Linked DNA regions of Triticum aestivum: region 2 is linked to region 1. A link is a contact called in public Hi-C data. All regions are on one chromosome and are shown on one strand. The core of a region is the stretch at or near the end of the contact, and the rest is flanking DNA. Distances in the headings are between cores, read along the strand shown. Region 1 holds the start of LOC123092953 (protein OBERON 4). Region 2 holds the start of LOC123092956.

Region 1 (4,221 bases), core at 458-2,957:
AGGAAGCCTTGGTTGTGCCGGGTTCGGCTGTCTTGTACTACTTGTTGAGGCCGAGTCGATGTGTCTTGCCGGGTCGGAGAGTTCGGCCGGGTTGCGGGGTTTGGCCGGGTCGAGTGACCCGGCCAAGCGCGTGCCGGCTTGAGGGGGCTTGAGGGGCGATGCTGGCCCCGTTGTTTTTGAAAAAGATCCGGGTTCCGTTGCCTGCCCTGGGTTCATCCCCCCAACAGGTGTCTTCTCCGGTTCAGAAAGTTCCCTCTTGTTGTAGAAAAATTAATGCGGCAGTCGCAGCGGCATCACCGCTCCACCCCAAGATCCATAGGAATCCTAACAAGAATCCAGTTGACTACACCGAAAGGCGCTTCATGTGAACCAGAGGCTCAAGCAGACCATCGTCCGACCTCCATGCCCGGAGAAAACTTGAGAAGATTTCAAGCAAGTGCGGGAGCCCGCCGGAGGTCTTGCGGCCACCCTCCCCAACCTCTGCCACTCTCGGGGGCTATTGATGGGGTCCTGTACCGGGGATGACTATTGCCAGGGAGCCCGGCCTCATCGAACACAAGGGGCCTGCTAGGCCCAATAAAAGGAGCAAACCCTAGGAGGCGAAGACGACATTCGTGATCTTCAAGACTAGAGGGCGGCAACGCCCGAGATCGCATGTGCCATGTAACCCTAGACCTTTCTTGCCTATACAAAGGGAGGTCTAAGATCCTCATTCATCATCTATCCACATATAGGAAACTCTCGGTAGCAATCTCATTCACCATTGTAATCCCTCCCATGAGGTATCCCTCCATTATCAATCATCAAAACCAGCACGACGTAGGGTATTACTCTCCGGAGGCCCAAACCTGGATAAATTCCTCGTGTGACCTCCGATTCATGACTTCCAGCTGCGCTTGGACCCCTACCGAGGGATGTGACGGTATTTTGCACCGCCAACGGACGCGCCCGGTCGCGACCGGGCCTCTCTGTATCCGCCCTACATTTGGGCTGGATATGAGGGTGCCGGTCAGCTCGGGCATTTGAGCCCGGTTTGAGGCGCCCGTGTGGTTGACTTTTTTTATCGATCACTGATCGGGCCATCCGATCGGATATATGAGGGAGGTTTGAGGCGTCCGGCTGTAGATACTCTAAGGATGATGAAATATTTCATTACATGTTCAACATCCACTCATGATTCCCTAGTAGTGTTTTAAAGAAACACAGAGAACCTGTAATCCCGAATGCAAGCAAACTTTAGAGAATAAACTAGTGGAGGAGTAGTCAGCTTCTACTAGCCCCCGGACGGAGGAAAAACTGGTGGCTTGTTGTTTTCGTCAAGCAATTGACAATTGCCAATTGGTAAACTCCGGTCTCCGCAGTTGCTCTCACCTTGAGAAAAAAAATCAAGAACCCCTTCTTAATAAATTCAGAAATCTGGTGGGAGAAGCACGCAACATTGCAAACTCCATTTTCCCCTTCGAATCAAATCGAAGTCTGTGGTAGAGCTCCACTTGGCCGATTGGCTCCACTTCACTGGAATCTGGATTTGCGGGGACGACGGGACAAGTCACCAGTGCGGAGGTCGGGAGACGCTGATGCCCACGCTATCGTCTGCACGCAAACGCCAGTCAAAAGCTGACCTTTCTGGCTCACACATAAGAGATCAGACCACCGCACCACGCCACCCGAGGCCTCCACGACATGACCCATCATCGCCCCAGACGCATCCCCAGCGCGCCACCAACCCACCACATCCACCCCCACGAGTCCACCATCGCCGTTCGCCCCGCCCTGCCACGCGCCACCGCGCCACGACGCCCGGCCCCCGTCCCCTGTTCGGCGCCGGATCCGCTGCGCTTACTACCATCTACGAAGGTGGGCCCCGGCCGAGCGACTCCCGCGCGTCAGAAACCACGGGCCTCCTGCACCGCGCTCCGTCGGCGGTAAAAAAAAAAGAGAGGAGGAAGCATGGCCGGCCGGCTCTGAGACCCGGGTCCAAATCTGGGTGACGCCCGTTGACCGCGACTAGGAGGGGAGTGGCCGAGAGCGAGCGAGAGCCGGGGGAGGGAGGAAGAGGGGAGGAGTGAGCCGGAAGGACGCAAGCCGAGGCGACGCGAGCAGCAGCGGCCACCTCGCGCACGCATTTCTCCGTACACGCCCACCCGCTCCTTCCTTATCTCTCCTCAGCAGCAGCCCCTCACCCTTCTCGGCGAGCCGATCTGGCATGAAGCGCCAGCGGTCGTCCTACGTCGACGACGATGACCCGGACGGCGACAGGCGGAGGTTCTATGACCGCGGGGGCCCGCCGTCCCCGCTGCCGCCGCGCCGCCGCCCCGCGGAGTACGAGAGCGACGAGTTCGACCGCCGGACCGGCTTCGGCGGCGGCAGGTTCTACGACCACCGCTACCGGGACTCCCCCTCACCGCGGGGCTATGGCGGGGACCGGGCGATGCACCGCTCCGAGAGCTTCTCCGGCTTCCGCCGCGAGTTCCCCAAGGGGTTCCGCGCCGACCGCGACCGGTCGCGCTGGGATGCGAGCGGCAGCGGCAGCGGCGGCGGCGGCTCGGCGTGGCGGCGTCCCGGTGGCCCCTGGAGGGATCCGCACGGCTTGGACGGCCACAAGTCTGCGACCAGGCGGCAGGCGCCGTCGCCGCCTACGCCCCCTCGCCGGTCTCCTAGTGAGCCCAGGAGGAGGATAGATGGTCCCAAGGGGGACAAATTGAGGAAGCACAACTGCGGCGCCGGTGAGATCGAGGAAGGGGAAGTCGCGCCAGATCCGGACGCCAAAGCCCCGCCTCCGCCATCCGCCGCGGAGCATCAGAAGTGGGTTGACTCAGGCCGTCCTGATGACAAGGGAACTAGTAAGAGATGCGAGTTGAAGAAAGTGGATTCTCCTGGGCTGAGACTAAGAGTGGATTTGAGAACTCAAGCTGCCGACAACTTGGGGAAGGAGAAAGGGAAGATCAGCGATGATGCAGTTGCAGAAGCAGGGAAAGTAACAAACACGCAGCATGAGAAATCAGCATCGGATGTCACAGGGAAAGTAGCAAACACACAGCATGAGAAATCGGCATCGGATGTCACAGGGAAAGTAGCAAACACACAGCATGAGAAATCAGCATCGGTTGTCACAGAGAAAGTAGCAAACGCACAGCATGAGAAATCAGCATCGGATGTCATGGGGAAAGTAACAAACACGCAGCATGAGAAATTAGCATCGGATGTCACAGAGAAAGTGTGTGGAGGAGATGAAGCTGCCAGTGCTGTTGATCAAGGTGGACAGAGCACTTCCTCCGCTATGCAGCTGGAAGCGCGGCATGACGCAGTGGTTACACGACAAGATGGTGCCAACGCTGCTGATGTGGGTGTGCAGAGCACTTCATCTGGTATCCTGAAGGAGGCTACCATGGAAGAAGTGGAGACTACCATGGAAGAAGTGACAACAGAAGTTGAAACTGCCATTGCTGTCAATGATGTTGAGAAGGGCACTTCATCCAGCATACAAAAAGAATCACTGCAGGAGGTAGTAATGGCATTAGGCGAGGCTGCTAGTGATGATGATATTGTTTGGATTGGCAGTTCATCGACTACGCTGCAGAAAGTTCTTCCTAAAGAAGCAACAGATGGAAACGTCAATGGCGGTGGCGGTGTTGGAAATTGCGCTTCATCCAGTATCCTGCAGGGGGCGATGCAGGAGGAAGTGAAATATGTAGATGTAGCTGCCAATATTGCAGATGCGCCAAAAGAGGTCAGTTCTTTCAGTATGCCGAAGGAAGTGGTGCATGAAGACGACACACCGCTAACTGCTAATACCATTAATTTGCTAGGAGATAGCAACTCATCCGTTATGCTGGAGGAAGCAATGCATGAGACAGTAACCACGAAAGAACTAACCGCCAATGCGCCTGACGTAGCTGGAAAGAGCAGCTCATCTACTATGCTCCAGGAAGATGTCATGACTTCTCTGTGCCAAGAGTCTCAAGAAATTAAAGAAACTGAAATAGGAAATGTTGGAGACAAGAAGATTGATGAAACAACTGAATCTATCGCATCCCAGCCAGTGGAAGAGGGACTCGAGAGGTACGGTTGTGAAAATAGAGTTGCGCTTGACAAAACTGAAGTTGTAGAAGAAAAAGAAGAAGCAGTTGAGAATGAAATCGTTGCGAAACAAGTAATACATGTTGATCTGGAGGCCAAACTTGCAGGTACTGGTGCTTTCCTTCAGCCATCCAAGGACCA
Region 2 (4,458 bases), core at 676-3,175, 400 kb before region 1:
CTTACGTGCATCAACTTTTGGAATTCAGAGCAAGATGTATTGGCTGAAACAAAAGAGTACTCATTTTAACTAGGAGTTCTGTTCTCGCAAAAAAAAAAAAGAGTAGGAGTTCTGTTCTTGCGCCTAAAGATTACAACCTTGATTTCTTACTCTACAGTAACTTCTCTCTGAAAACAAAATAGTGAATGTGTCAGATGGTTTTCACTTTCAGTGAAATTTCGATGAAATTCACTGAATTTCATAAATTTCAGCAGTCGCTGAAATATTTAACTTTCGGGCAAAATATTTCAGCAATTTCAGTAGTACACATGAATCCAGTTTTTTTTTAAATCAAATATTTAATTGAATTCAAGTGAACATTTTGGTCTTTTGACCGAAACGCAAGCCGAAATAGCTGAAATTCACTGAATTTCGGTTGGTGCTGAATTTGTTTGAAACTGAAAGTGAAAACCTGTCAGAATCCAATGACGAACAAGTCTTTATATACTAAAGTGCAAGTTCAGACACACTGCTTTCCAGTTTTATTTGGAATGGACTGCATGTTCAAGGCTCTGGGAAAATCTCTAGTTTCAGAATGAGTTTTCTTTTCAATAAAAGTTTCAGAATGAGTTGAACACACCCATTTTCAGATGCTCATATTATAGCCAGTGATGTTGTTATCTGAAGAAAATCCTTGTTAACATTTCACCAGATGCTGGAGTGGAAACAACGCGCGCAGGCGTCGGAACAGCATGCTGAAGAGCTCCAGAAGAAGGTCTCGGAGCTCCAAGGCAAGCTGCACACCTTCAAATCCCATTTCCCCACCCCAAACCTGCCCAGCCGGGCATGGTCTGAGGCTTGCAGGATGGAGAACCCGCGGGCAGCCAGGGCTCAGCACCACCACCGGCCACCGCAGCAGCAGCAGCAGCAGCAGCAGGACGGCGGCAAGGAGAAGGAGAAGCACGTGCTCATCTGCCGCGTGAAGCACTCGCCCAGCGTGGTCCCGAGGCGCTCGCCGCTGCAGGACATCGGCAACATCGCCTTGCCGCGGCGGCAGCGGTGAGCGCTGACCATCCTCTTCTGGAACCAAGGTTTCCGGCAGGAGTGGGGAGAGATGAACTCTGTCACTTTAGTTTAGTTTAGCCTCTAATAAAGTAATTTACTACTGCTAATCTAATAAGTAATCACCACGACTGACTTCTCGTCAGTCAGGTCTGTAGTGGTGAGTAGCCACTGAGCTCAGCTGGGACGGAGTTACTTTGCGTAGTACAGTGTCGAGGAATAGGCGCGATCAGTCAGAGGTGTATGTAAGGCGAATGCCTCTTTTTTTCCTGAGATTAATTGGCAATTTTGTTTCCTGCTTCTTCCAAGATCTGGCGATATGCAACTTCTCAACTCAGAATCATGTCTTGCACGAGAAAAAGTTTCTTAGATCATCTAGAGTGATGAACTACAAGTACAATGATAACAGCAGATGCTTTGTTGGCGCTAAATATATCTAGGAATTTGAGCTAGTGATTCATCATGGAGACCCAGGCGCAGTATGTGCACACGATCTTCTGGGAGATGTAGACGTAGACGGCGAAGGAGAGGCTCATGAGCGCCACGTCCTTCCAGTCCCCCTTCTGCTTCGGGCTCAGGCTCTCCCGCACGTCCATCCCCGCCTTCACCACGCCGCTGTGCGCCCTCTCGGCCATGGTCACCCACCACGCCCTCTTCTTTCCTCCTCCTCCTCCGTCGCCGCCGATCGGCGGCTCGGTCGGGGGGCGGTTTTGGCAGCGGAAGGAGGGTCTTCGCCTAGGCACGGCGGCGTTGCGCCGTCGTGTCAAGGCTGGGGACAGATGTGGAGCGGTGATGGTGGTAAGGGAGGCCATTGCATGCTGCGATCTTGAGGAGGAGTACTGGAGGTGTGATCAGGTTATGTGGAGTTCTCCAACACGAGAGGATAAGTAGCTCAAGACTACGGGAGGAGGAGAAGGGAAGACAGTGACAACTAGGCGTGTCATTTAGCGGCAAGCAGGCTGGCAGTTGGCCCAAGCAAGCTCATACTCTCGAGATATTTTGTACAACTTGGTCAAAATCACACTAGATTTTTTTTTTTGAGGGAACAGAAGGATTCTACTGCTTTAAAAAAAAGTAATACAAAAGAGGAGAGTTCAATGAATAAAAGAATAAAACAACATAACAAAGCCATAGGTTACAATGGTATAAGCATCTCATACAAGTGAGAGAATCCATCTGGATTAATCGAATCTATTAACCCAATCTTCAAAAGTTGAGTATTGTTTCCTCGTAGCTCTGTATGTAAACCAATGGAGCTCGTCCTTGAATCATTTGTGACAACGGTATGGGCTTGGGGTCATCCCTTTGAAGATGTTGGATGTATAACAGACAAACTTGTATAATTTTTTTGCAGATTATCTACAGAGCCACTGCTTGGATCCGTATGTGGTTGTTACTCACTCCTGTAAAAGCTAGGGAGTCTTTGGTTACTGGGTCTGTCCGATGGAAGATGGTAGCTCGGGTTATCTACAACTGGTTTGGATGGCGGTCTAGTAATAGGATAGGTGTTTAGTCATCTCGTTCCATTTTCGCCGGCTGTGGCGTATTATACTTTTTTTATTTTTCTTCAGCTCTGAGCGAGCTTGTTCTGGATCACAGACTTTTCAATCACTTTTCTTAATAAAGGGCTGCATGCATCACTCTAATGTAGAGGTCGAGGGTAATCCTCCTTTTCTAAACAAATCCCTTTGAAGATGTTGTCATTTCTTGTGGTCCAGATGGCCCAAGAAGCTAGGATAACGATTTCAAATGCGAAGGGAACGTTTAGCAAGGCCGTCAATTTCAACATGCAATCCTTCATCAGTAGGCCTCCAGTTAGGATAAAGATGAGACCAGCTTACCTTTGCTAATGGGCAGCAAAAAAAGAACATGCTCACATGGCGCAACTATAATCTAGGATCAAAAAGTGCTTGCTCTGCTACATTGCTCTTGTGTTCAATCTATTGCGAAGGAGCAGCCAAAGGAAAATCTTGTGTTTCAATTGGCAACAAGAATCCCAAATCCATTTAATTGCAAACATAACCTCATGTTCCCCAATAAGAAGGGAATAAATCTTGGAAACTTGGAATCTTTGCTCCAGCTGGGATTTGCCAAATATTTGAATCTTCCACTAACTACACCTCTTGGATTTGGTGAGCTAGCTCAGATACTGTGCAAAAGCCTCTTCAGAGAGGGGTAAATGAAAATTTTTAGACAAGTCCCGAGAAAGCCAAAAATTGTGAATGGAAATGTGGGGATTTTTGGCAAAAGAGTGTGGTGAGTCCAACTTGAGGGCGGTTTTTTGTTGGAAATATGCCCTAGAGGCAATACTATTGTATTATTATATTTTCATATTCATAATTATGTGTTTTTATTATATGCTATAACCGCTCGTAAAATATGTGATTCAATGGAAAACTCATATGCACGTGTGAAATGATAAATGCATAAAATAAAGGTTCCTAGTCTCGCCTCTAAGACTAGCTCAAGTGTTGTTGGTGATCATGTTTTCTGGATCTTAGGATATCGTTAAGTGTAATTATAGTCTTGAAACAACATTGAGATTATGACGTTGGAAGAACGATCGTATTCAATCAACTCAAACTTGTTTGTTATGAATTGAGATTATATCGTCGGTAATCAATTGTAATAACACAGAGTGTTAGCTTGTGATTTTGCTCCTTAGACCATGAGAGTATCGTAGTCACTTCTTACCACATGGTAGGCTTTGGGGTTGCTCAAATGTCACCTCGAACACGGTGATCATAACGACAACTTACAGATTCATCAGAAAGTTTGACAAGGGACTAGATAGCTCGAGAGAGGGTCTTGCTCCTCCAACGATGGATATATATTATTAGGCCCCACTCGGTGTGACGATATCCATCATTGTCCGGCCAGACATAGGTGACTTCGTCACGGGGATGCTGGAACACGATAACGAGAAAAGTGAACAAAACCAGTAACGAGGATATCGGTATAGCTAGCATAGTTATGACTCAAGAGGATATCGATGCATCCCGTGTTTTGTACAGTATTGCGAAGCAAAGGGAACATCACATGATAACCAAAGCTTTACTCGAGTATCATTCGTGTGCTCATAGGGACCGATATGGACATCGACGGTTCCGTTGTCGGTCATTGAACAAACAGTTTCATTCATGTCTGTGAGTTACCGAACCTACGGGGTCACAAGGTTAAGTAAATCATGATCTGCTAAGTATTAGTAGGACGAGAGTGGTGAGAATATATTTTTGGAATTGTTTCATTAATATTTGGAATAGTTCCAAGAGGATCCGTAAGCGTTTCGGGGTCCTTGGAAGGGTTTCGGGGAGTATGAGGTAATACCGAGTATTACTAAGAAATAATATATAGGTTGGAAAATGTCTCTAGGGATGTTAAAACATATATGTAATGCTCTGAAAGTATTTAGAAGAA

The links. A called contact is a pair of places that touch in the nucleus more often than the background predicts.
Region 2: a Hi-C map of leaf shows a contact between it and region 1, with 7 times the contacts expected there. The contact joins the promoter of LOC123092956 here to the promoter of LOC123092953 in region 1. A contact is called at or near these places in 2 of 5 Hi-C or Micro-C datasets (both in leaf).

Annotation. Positions count from the first base shown.
Region 1 is chr4B:504,270,083-504,274,303 of IWGSC CS RefSeq v2.1, reverse strand. It overlaps LOC123092953 (protein OBERON 4), which reads left to right and starts at 1,707. Exons shown (of 4, transcript XM_044514816.1): 1 at 1,707-4,221. The coding sequence starts at 2,207.
Region 2 is chr4B:504,669,752-504,674,209 of IWGSC CS RefSeq v2.1, reverse strand. It overlaps LOC123092956, which reads right to left and starts at 1,925. Exons shown (of 1, transcript XM_044514818.1): 1 at 1,389-1,925. The coding sequence starts at 1,853. The coding sequence ends at 1,491. It overlaps LOC123092954, which reads left to right. Exons shown (of 5, transcript XM_044514817.1): 5 at 692-1,343. The coding sequence ends at 1,042.